Regions from separate parts of the Mus musculus genome. Here region 2 is linked to region 1. The links are chromatin contacts, called in public Hi-C maps. All regions are on one chromosome and are shown on one strand. The core of a region is the stretch at or near the end of the contact, and the rest is flanking DNA. Distances in the headings are between cores, read along the strand shown.

Region 1 (4,798 bases), core at 1,460-3,959:
TCTAACTTAAAAATCAAGCAACGTGTTCTAAGACTGAATAAAAATAGTGGTTTTTAATTTTTGTTGGTATAAAAATTTCTGTTTGTTTTTGTACCTGATAAACTCTAATTACATTTCTACTTGATTCTTGAATCACACACACATACACACACACAAACATACACACGTATACGTATACACATGCACATATATACACACTACTTAAGTTACTTACAAGTGCATCACTACCTTTTGCTACATTTTTTTCATTTATTACAGAAACAATAATGGCAAGTTAAATAATAACTTTTGCCTCAAACTGGTGGTTCTTAAGTTTTTAATGCTGCGACCCTTTAATACAGTTCCTTAGGTTGTGGTGACCCCAACCATAAATGATTTTGTTGCTACTTCATAAGTGTAATTTTGCTACTTTCATAAATCATAATGTAAGTATCTGATATGCAATCCCAAAGGGGTTGAGACCCACAGGTTGAGAAACACTGCTTTTAATCCAGGGTAAGGCACGTACGTTCATATTACCTAAATGTATGGGTTTCATTGCAGGGAGAGAATCATAAACCTGGTAGATGTTTTCATTCTGACATTAGTTCTGCCCCGTCTTTTCCTCCGTTGTACGATGGTGGCTAGTTTTGCTGGCAGACTGAACTTTGAAAATTCATATAAAACAGAAGTCTGTTTGTGTTTTAGGAGTTCCCCTTTCGTTGTCACAAATGCCCTGCAGATAGACTGACTAGATTCTCAGTTTATCTGCATTCTGAGTCTCACTTAAAGCCTTCCAATTTTATGGATTCTGGAGCAACCCTAGATCGAAAACTATTGACATTCCTAAACTGCAGGCTGAGTATCTGTGTTTCACAAAAAAATGTGAACTCCGAAATGCTCAAAAATCTGAAAAATTTTGAGCATCAACATGACGACATAAATGGAAAATTCTCCCCCGTTCCCGTTCCTCCTTATGTGAAAGACAGACTTGAGAAAATACTATGTAAGATTATTTTCAGAGCATGTGGATATGGTACGCAGGAAACAGAAATTAATTTCATGTTTAGACTTGTACCTCATTGCCAGGGTATCTCTTCATGCATATGTAAATATTTCAAAAAATTTTTTAAAAAAGGCCAAATTACAAGATAATTCCCATTCCAAGTATTTTGTGTAGGGAATACTCAGCCTAAATCAAACACTGAATTTCTCTAATAAGTCCACTGATCTGTCAAAAGCTAGGACTTTTTTTTTTTTAAATCCTTGCTTCTATCCCCTAATGGGACAAGTTAGGTAGAAAACACACTCAAGATTTTCCGGTGTAGTGTCATAGATTGCCCTGTGCTAGATGAAACACTACAGATAGAGTCGAAGGGAAGTGTGAATCTTGTTTTAACATTGAGATCATTTGAAAGACAATGTGAATAATTTAGGCTTGAATTATCTGGTTGGACCCTAGTGCCAATTAAATTAACCGAATAAATTATCCTAGGCTGATAATTTGCAGTGAACAAAGAGACACAGAGAGTTAAGATAAGTACCTGAAGGATTCATTTACAAACTCAGTTAATAATGTTTTCAGTCCTAATTACTCAGTTTGGCTATCTGAGTTGATCTATTTGCTGTGTAATTATATAATTGCTTAATTCTCCAGTCCTGGTTATGGGGAGGATTAAATGAAATAGTATATTGAAGAAATTTAGTAGTGCTTGCTTCGCGTGCAGGCTGGAGCCATCACATCCCATCACTGGCAGGTCAGGTCAGTTGCTTTGGTGATAAAAGCCTGCATCACAGCATCACACAACTTTGTACCGTTTGCCTCCATGCAAGTTACATCCCGAGTTCAAATGATTGGGTCAATGAGAACAGCAGCACCAACTCTTTATAGACACTTGTGTGGGCCAATCTCATCCTCACACCGATCCCTTAAAGATTAGATGGGTAATTCCATAGAAAAGATGCAGAGATTTGGTGGCGTTAACTAGCACACCTGAAGTTGACAGTCCAAGTATTTCTTTTTACTCTTTACAATATGCTGAGCAGCCTTCAGACACAGTGCCCACAGGACAGGGAATATTTTCAACCCAGCAAAAATACATGTGACCATGAGCGGAGATAAATACTGGGCTAAATCTTATTGAATGGCTGGCTTACTTTGTATTTCAGAGACAGCAATGATGCTGTTGCCCCCTGAATATTTCACATTGGCTTAAGTTATTTAACTATTGGGTGAGCAAGTGAGAGCCAGCCCTGTCTACGGAAAGGTGTGCTAGGCTTAGACAAATTAGCTATGCTATACCCTGTGGAGGTCCACTCTCGTCTACAGTCTGTTTGGAGAGGATCCTCAGGTTCCTGGGTGACCATAGGGATGGACAGCAGAAGCCCTATAGAGAATGGAAGAGGAGGGGAAGGCAAGCCAATAAATGGCTTTAGTGTCCTTATCCCACAATAGACTACTAATAGACGGTTCTTTGGTCTAAGTCAGAAAAGTGGGTTTAATTTTCTACGGTCATTCTTGTTCTCTCTGTGCCCTTGATCAAATCCATCATCTCTTACAATCTTGGCTTCATCATCTGCAAAATCAAATCAGCCTGGCCTACCAGGCTTGTTGGAGGGATTGAAGACTGGGGTCTATGCGTAAGTTCTTTGAAACACAAAGTAGAAAAAGCACTGTACAAACGTGAGGATTAGTAGCAGCCGGCCTGTTCCATTTCTGTTGCCAGGCAAATCCTTGGCCACTTGCCCTGACCGCAACATCCCCATGACAGGCATGGAGCATGGCAGAAACCGGAAACAGGCCACTTTCACATTATTTTGAAATTTGTTATGAAATTTTGCCAAAACTTTATAAATACCAGCGAGGGCAACAGGGTGTTGTAGCACATTCTTTCTGCCTCATGAACCATTGTTTTTTGTTCTGGACTCGTAAGTTAAAATGCGCTCAGCTGCAGTTGCCTAGCTGGGTCATCCTGTGAAATGCCTGATATTCAATGCTTGACTCTAGCCAATTATCTTTAGTTCCCCTCTTTTATTAGTGTTAAATCTGAATTACAAGGGGGAAGGGTGGGAGTTGAGTGTGGACAGCGCACTAAACCTTTATGGCAGCGAATTCAGTTGCTCCGTTTTATTATTTTTCTCCCTTTGGCTTCAGTCCTTCGTTGATTTTTTTGACTTCTCCGGAACTCATTCTTCCTTCCCTTCTACCTTCAATATGTTTTCTCAAGCTGAAGACAAACTTTTCTGGTTGGGAAATTTGAAAGGAAAACAGGAGAGAAGGAGGAGAAGGAGGAGGAGGAGGAGGAGGAGGAGGAGGAGGAGGAGGAGGAGGAGGAGGAGGAGGAGGAGGAGGAGGAGGAGGAGAGTTCACAACAACCTTAAACTCGTAGTTAACAAAATAAACTGCAGATAAAACCCCTGAAGGTCTTGGCAGCGAACGTTTCCCACTAAAATGAAACCCCGTGCACTCGTAGTCTGAAACAAATTACGAAGGAGGGGGGGAAAATCAACAGCTCCGGGGTGAAACCGGGGTCGCTGCTGCTTCATCATTTTTAACCAAAAATAAAACAAGCAAATTTTGTTTAACTGCAGGTCAAAATAAAAAAAAATTAAAAAGTCCCTCATCTGTTCGGTGTAATTACTAACAGAGTGCAGCCTTTGCCAGCTGCAGGGTTCACGGATAAATGGAGGGAACTATAATTTTCTCTCCCTGGGGTTAAACCTGCAAACTTGACGTCTGTGCCTATAGCATGCTTTCAATATTCCATAGGAAACCGAGTCAGGACGTTTTGATAGAAGTTTTCTATTTTTTTTTTTGAATGAAATAATTGTTTTGCTTATGAAAAGTTAAATCTCTGGGAAGAAAAGGGCTTCTAGAAATTTGTTCCTCTGATGTCCTCAATCAAGACACTGTCCATACTGTATCATTAACTCTCTTGATCTGTATAATTTTGTCACCGAAGATGGGCAAACTTGGTTACCCTTTGGATGTATGGCACACAGGTCACTTTGTTTCCTAGTACTCTTGTCACAATGTGGCCAGAAAAAGGCTTCTTCCTCCCTAGTCAGGTCCTGTCCTTTGTATTGAAGCCCACATGTTTATTAAGGAAAATGTAAGGCATTTGCACAGGATCCATTTATACTTAACTCATTGACCTCTGTTTTACTTTTTTTCTTTCTTTAAAAAACAAAACAAAACAAAACAAAAAACAAAACAAAACAAAACAAAAAACAAAACAAAACAAAACAAAAAACATGTTCAATGTCCAAATTATTCAGTACAGTTTTTGGATAATCTTTAAGCCTTTACTTTATCTTCATAAAGATGTTAAATTTGACTTGAAAGGAAACAGAATTTGAACCGGAAAGCTTTAGTTTGAATTTGAAATTTAACTTATGGAGCTCACGTGGAAGTCTCCGAGAGAAAGAGAAGAAAGCGTATCTGCTTCATTTTCTACCTGTCTGGGCTTAAGGAGCAATTTCATATGAGGGGCTCTAGGAAAAACACAGACTCGCTACCAGGTAAGTATTATTCATTTCATAGGAAGAATGTTGAGCTGGTGGTGTGGGGTATCAGAAGCTGTCAATATACTGTGAGAGGGAACCTGGTATCCAATAAGTTGCTGCGACATCTCTACACTTGACTTGGAGAGAGGGGCTTGTGTGCTTTAATTTGGCTTGCTGAGAAGGAGTAACAGAGATGATGCTGAGAAACCAAGGGATCCCACACCAGAATCAAATCTGATTATGCAGCTCTGAGCATTCTGGCTTTGAGCTTCTATCGAAGCCATGAGTTTTCAGAAAGAAGAACTCCATTTCT
Region 2 (5,219 bases), core at 441-2,940, 760 kb after region 1:
TACCAATTTCCTAATTCAGGTAAATATATTCCCATTGGCTTTCCCATTTCTTTGATTGTTAGAGGGAGCATCTTCTGCTGTTCTCCTACATAGCTTTTTGAATCAGGCAATCTCTACAATTACCTTCTCATCTGAGCCACTGAACATCAAAATAGCCATAGGCAACATTTAACTGAATCAATATAGATGTGTGTTCTAATAAAGTTTTCTCAAACTATAAAATCGTGGGCTACTGTGGATGCTACTTTACCCCTATAGACCATGCGTTATCGCTTCTTGATCCCTAGTTATTTCCCATTATATTAAATGTTAAAAGAATTTTTCTTGATAAGTTAATTGATAATACATTAATGAATTAATGAAGCCCATTTAAAATCAAATACATTATTTTTGAAACTTCCCTTCTATGATTGAATTTGTAGAAATTCTGGCATGTTCTAGTTCAATCTTTTACGTTGTGTTCTCTACATTGGCATATGGAATCTCTGGGTGATTTTTTTCAATTATCAAGCAAGTAATCCATTACAACCCATCTTCACCCATCAGTTTGCAAGGACTCCCTTCTTCCCATTGTAGCATGGCTACTCCTCTTCAGGAATACAGTGTCTATTATTCTTTCTTCAATCGTTGCCAAACTGACACAGCTGTGAGCATCTTTGACCTGCCACTCTCTTTCCTAATTATCTCTAACCTGTCATAAGTTTGGCTTCTTAGAGACATTTCCTTAATATCAGTCTCTTCAAGTGTATTTTTCTGTGCTTGTTTATGTATCCTCACCATTGGGTAAATAATTTCTCAACTGAACTTCCTCTCATGTTGAACTGACATTTTCTTGTACTCAGTCTAGTGGCTTCTTGATAATAAAGTCTGTGCTTCTTATCTCCCATAGCTAGCCTCACCTGACCTCCCCATGCCCAGCTTCTCCGGGTTCCAATTTGACCATGTAATTTTTATGAAAGCCTTTCTTCATAGGGCTGTAAAAGACAGTCTTCCTTCCTCAGATAATTACCCCGGTGTCTATCCTTTCCTTAATCTACCCATACTTCCCTTAGTCATGTTTATCCAACTATAGACTCAGTCGCCAGACAATGGCTCAACCCCAAACACCATTATTATTGTATTCTGTGTCCTCCTGGACCAGTGCCCACTCCATTCTATATTCATCCTTTCATATTCTAGGTTTCTCTCGTTAAACTCTAACTCCCTAAGCAAAGGAATGCCTTAGTCTTCTTCATGTTTCTAGTACCACATATTTGACTTTGAAGGCTATGAGTAAAGATTGAATTAAAACCTGGACAAAAAAGTGAATAAACATAATAATGAATTTACTCATTGATGAGCAAAATATTCTGTGCTCCTCTTAATGTTGGCCTTGGCATAAGAAAACAGTTTCCCAAAAGAACATTCTGTCCTTCAAACTCTACTGAGTGTATTTGTACTGAACTACTTTCTAAACCTCCTCTGTGTTAAAACAAAACAAAATGACCAGTCCTATTGGATGCTTTGAACTTCAATTAAATAGCAGCTTCCTCTACTGGTGGCAGTCTAAGTTTGAACCACGTAATCAACTACAATGGCTCATCTCTGCATCTAGTTGGCAAGAACTCAAGTAGAGTGATAGAGATCAGGCTGCCTGATGGCTATAACAGGGCCAAAGCAGAGGTCAGGGCTGGGTCTCTGGCTACACTAACAAACCATTCCCATCCCCACCCAAGGACAAATGCAGCTGGGATTTTATAGCCCAGAAGCTTATGCAGTTCCTCCTTCCAACAAGTCTTTAAAAATGCTGATCTGGAAGGCTGAAGCAACCCACTTGAGACTCATTCTCAGTATGGCAGAAGTTCTGAACCCCAGACTGCAAAAACTCAGGAAGCAGCTGGGTTCCTAATTAAAACAAATCGTTAATAGATTTAGCAGTCCAAATTTATGCTTTTCAATTAAAAATACTATTACAGTTGGTATATCTGTGTAAGAGAGAATGTGTTTGGGTGTGTGCATGAATGCCCTATGTGTGTGTGTGTGTGTGTGTGTGTGTGTGTGTGTGTGTGTGTGTGTGTATGTGTGTGTGTGTTATAGTCAGAAGAAAGCAACCCTATACTGTGAGACAGGGGTACTCCAGAGTTTGAGACTGTTACAGTGACTAGGTCAAAGCCAAGATGCCTAGGTTAATTGAATCAATTCATCATAGTTTTGGTAGCTTCCTTGATTCTCCTTACACATTTCAAAAGCAGCTATGTCTGAGGGAGAAAAAAAAAAAAAGAAATTTCCCATCATAATTCTCTAAAGGAGACTTTTAGTGCTCCATTGAAATGTTAGATACCTTTTGAGAGTGTGTTGTTTTTCAGCTTAAGGGAAGAAGGTGCTTTGAAGTGTTTGGTTTTTCCTTTAGTCCATCCAGAAAATCAGTAGGAAACTCAGCTTAGTGCTCGCTTATATGTGCATATAAACAGGATGCCCTGTCTCTGGGTGAACAAGCCAACTTTTATCAATGAGATGGGCATTCTTACCTTGACCACAGGTTATCAGAAAATGGAGGAAGCCATAATTTATGGTGTCCATAAACAGAGCAATTCACTCCCCACTCCCTGGAGGAGGGGGTTCATCTGTCTTCATTTGATCTGTCACTGCTCTTCCTTGGTTACATAGCTTACAAGGCACAGGGTGCTCGGACCGGAGATAAAGTCTCAGAGCTCAGCTGGTGGCATAACTGCGTTTCAGTCTAGATGTGGGTCCATCTTCAACTCAAGGTGCCCTTAGTTATATTTGCATCGTTACAATCTATTCGTGTTAAGTGGATGCATGTGATCTTAGGCAAGGAAATGATTAGAACTTCATCATTTTGTCTATAGTGTTGGAAAAACAGCCCTGAATCAGGCAGAGGGAGTTTTCTTTCTTTCCCTGTCTGGATAATTGCTTCTCATTCTGAAATGCAAAATTTTAAAAAGTTTAAAGAAGCAAACAGCCAGATCAGGCCAAACTTAGCTACTGCAGAGACCTGTGGCCCAGGCATTTGGACACAGTTCATTCCATAGTGGTATGAAGGTTCCAATTCCAGTGTTGTTGTCACTTCCTCAGCTGTTTCTGGACACAGGCTTGGGATTTCATAGATGAGGACCAGCCAGTGTGACTCGCAAGACAAGGACTACTTATGGTAAGGCAAGGGAACACTGAAAGAAGATAAATGGTTCAATAAAAGCTATCCATAATCCTGAAGAGATAGTTTTTAAAAGAAGAAGAAAATGATCACATCTTGGTTCTGGAGATGGTCTTGACACTCAGCTACATCAACTGGTTCGTTTCTAGATGAAGGATTCTGGCCAACCATAAGTTGACATATGTTTATGACCTTTGGAGATGATTCTGGCTGGAAACCCAGTTGACCTCTGTGGCTTTCCCAGATGAAACAGTGAACTGTATTTCCTCCATTAGAAAACAGCAGCAGAGAGATAGTGCACAGGACACCAAAGCCAACTGAAAGTTGAGTCCTGTGCACGGAAGGCATGCTTCAAGGTTCTTTCATACGCCATAGCCTACCCATTCCTAAAATAAGTTCTGCATATACACCAACTCCCATTTACATTTACCCAGCCAGGGAAGACATTAAGGTAGCTGCCCCTACATCAAGAGCCCTATCTGGGACTTTCTTTGGCCACTTCTATACTCACTCTCCTTGTGTTCTCAGGATCTCCTTAATTTTAACTCTTATATTTATGATGTATGTTGGGTTTGCTCATTTTTATTAAAAAAGAATGATACTAAGACACCTTTCTTAGGTTAGAATTAAGACCTTTGGGCTCCTTGCCTTGAATTCGTTATGGAGCTATAAGAAATTATGAACTTCAGCCATGAAATGCCTGGAGCCAGCTTTTTCAAGTCACAGTCAAAGAATGGCCTCAGTGGGTATTTACTGTGCACTGTGTGTTGAGGTTCCATCTGACCCATCTTTCTGAGGGCTGAGAAAGTGTCCTTCAAGGTGGGCAGAGATATGGTGCTCTACTTTCTGCTATCATACGAATTTGGAGGAAGTGTGTTAGATAGAGATGACTACTACAACGCATTATATGTTTGCCTATGACTCTATTAAAACCTGGAAGGTGATGTGCCAATGATCTTTAGAGCTTGATATAGGTTGACATATTAGGTCACTTATGGAAGATTTCTGTCATTCCACACGCTACAAAACTTCCTTGAACAGCCGGTGAACAGTAAGATGAAGAAACAATAAAAGATGATGTCTTCCTTGCACAGTGTACTGAATGGATTAGAGATAGTGAATATGCCGTGCCCCGATGTTTCCCAGTGTGCACGCTCAACATGCAGGGTCATTCAGCATTATTCATAGTTCCAATCATGGTAGAACAGCCATGGAGCAGCAGCAACTACTTACCTTTCTCAACATGAGCTATATCCAACTCTTTATATCATGGGCTTATTGCTTAAGATAAACAATTCAACTCTCCTATGAAGTATTGGTGTAAAGAGGGCCACTCACTACCCAGAGCAGTGTAGGGGACACATTAGGACAGCTTATATACTTGGGAGAACTGTTGGAGTATGGGATAAAAAAAAAAATGAGTGACCAATTCCACCGGGCTTGCCTTAGTCATTTGAACAGCTCTTTTAGACTCAGAGAAAACCACCTGCAGCTGGGCTCTCATGCTGACTGTAGGGTCATGTGACTCTGGCACATAACTTTTCCTGAGCTCCCTATATCTCACTTCCTGTAAGTGCCTGTCCCTCATGCTTACTTTCAAGGACTTGGCCAATCTCCTTTTGTAAATAGAACAATGCTTTATATTTCGCTATTACTCTGGAGCGACTATATCAATAATGCAGGAAACGCATCTGTCCAGCACAATGAGATTATTTTTCTGATTTTGTTTGACAGTTATGGTAATAGTTTGGCAAACAATCTACTCCACCATCAATGGCCGCAGATTACAGCTGTTTTTTAAAAATCCCAGTGGCTCCTGGAAACTTGCAAGATTGATTGCACACAGAAGGAGGGATAGAAAGACATGCCATGTACCTTTAGGAAAGAAAGATTCTTAACTCTTTCTGTACAGAAAAGCCCCAGGGAATATTAGAGAAAGGACACTGGGTGATCTGTGGGACCATTTTAATAGGACAAAGTGAGAAACAGCAACACAGAGGTACCATTAGGGTAGTCATTGCCAGGTGTGGCAGAGGGCAGAGGAGCCTGAAATATTTAAGAGACA

Evidence for each region. A called contact is a pair of places that touch in the nucleus more often than the background predicts.
Region 2: a contact with region 1 is called in a Hi-C map of uterus, with 5 times the contacts expected there. The contact joins two enhancer-like sites. A contact is called at or near these places in 5 of 484 Hi-C or Micro-C datasets (nephron progenitors and uterus).

What each region holds. Positions count from the first base shown.
Region 1 is chr7:70,819,737-70,824,534 of GRCm38.p6, forward strand. No RefSeq gene overlaps it. Among named protein-coding and RNA genes, the nearest start is that of Gm39032, 20 kb to the left of the region's middle. Within about 2 kb of position 2,710, at least 40 of the 459 cell types and tissues checked have an H3K27ac peak or open chromatin away from gene starts, as enhancers often do. A contact at or near this core is called in uterus, where this site is marked.
Region 2 is chr7:71,582,216-71,587,434 of GRCm38.p6, forward strand. No RefSeq gene overlaps it. Among named protein-coding and RNA genes, the nearest start is that of Gm44689, 120 kb to the right of the region's middle. Within about 2 kb of position 1,691, at least 11 of the 459 cell types and tissues checked have an H3K27ac peak or open chromatin away from gene starts, as enhancers often do. A contact at or near this core is called in uterus, where this site is marked.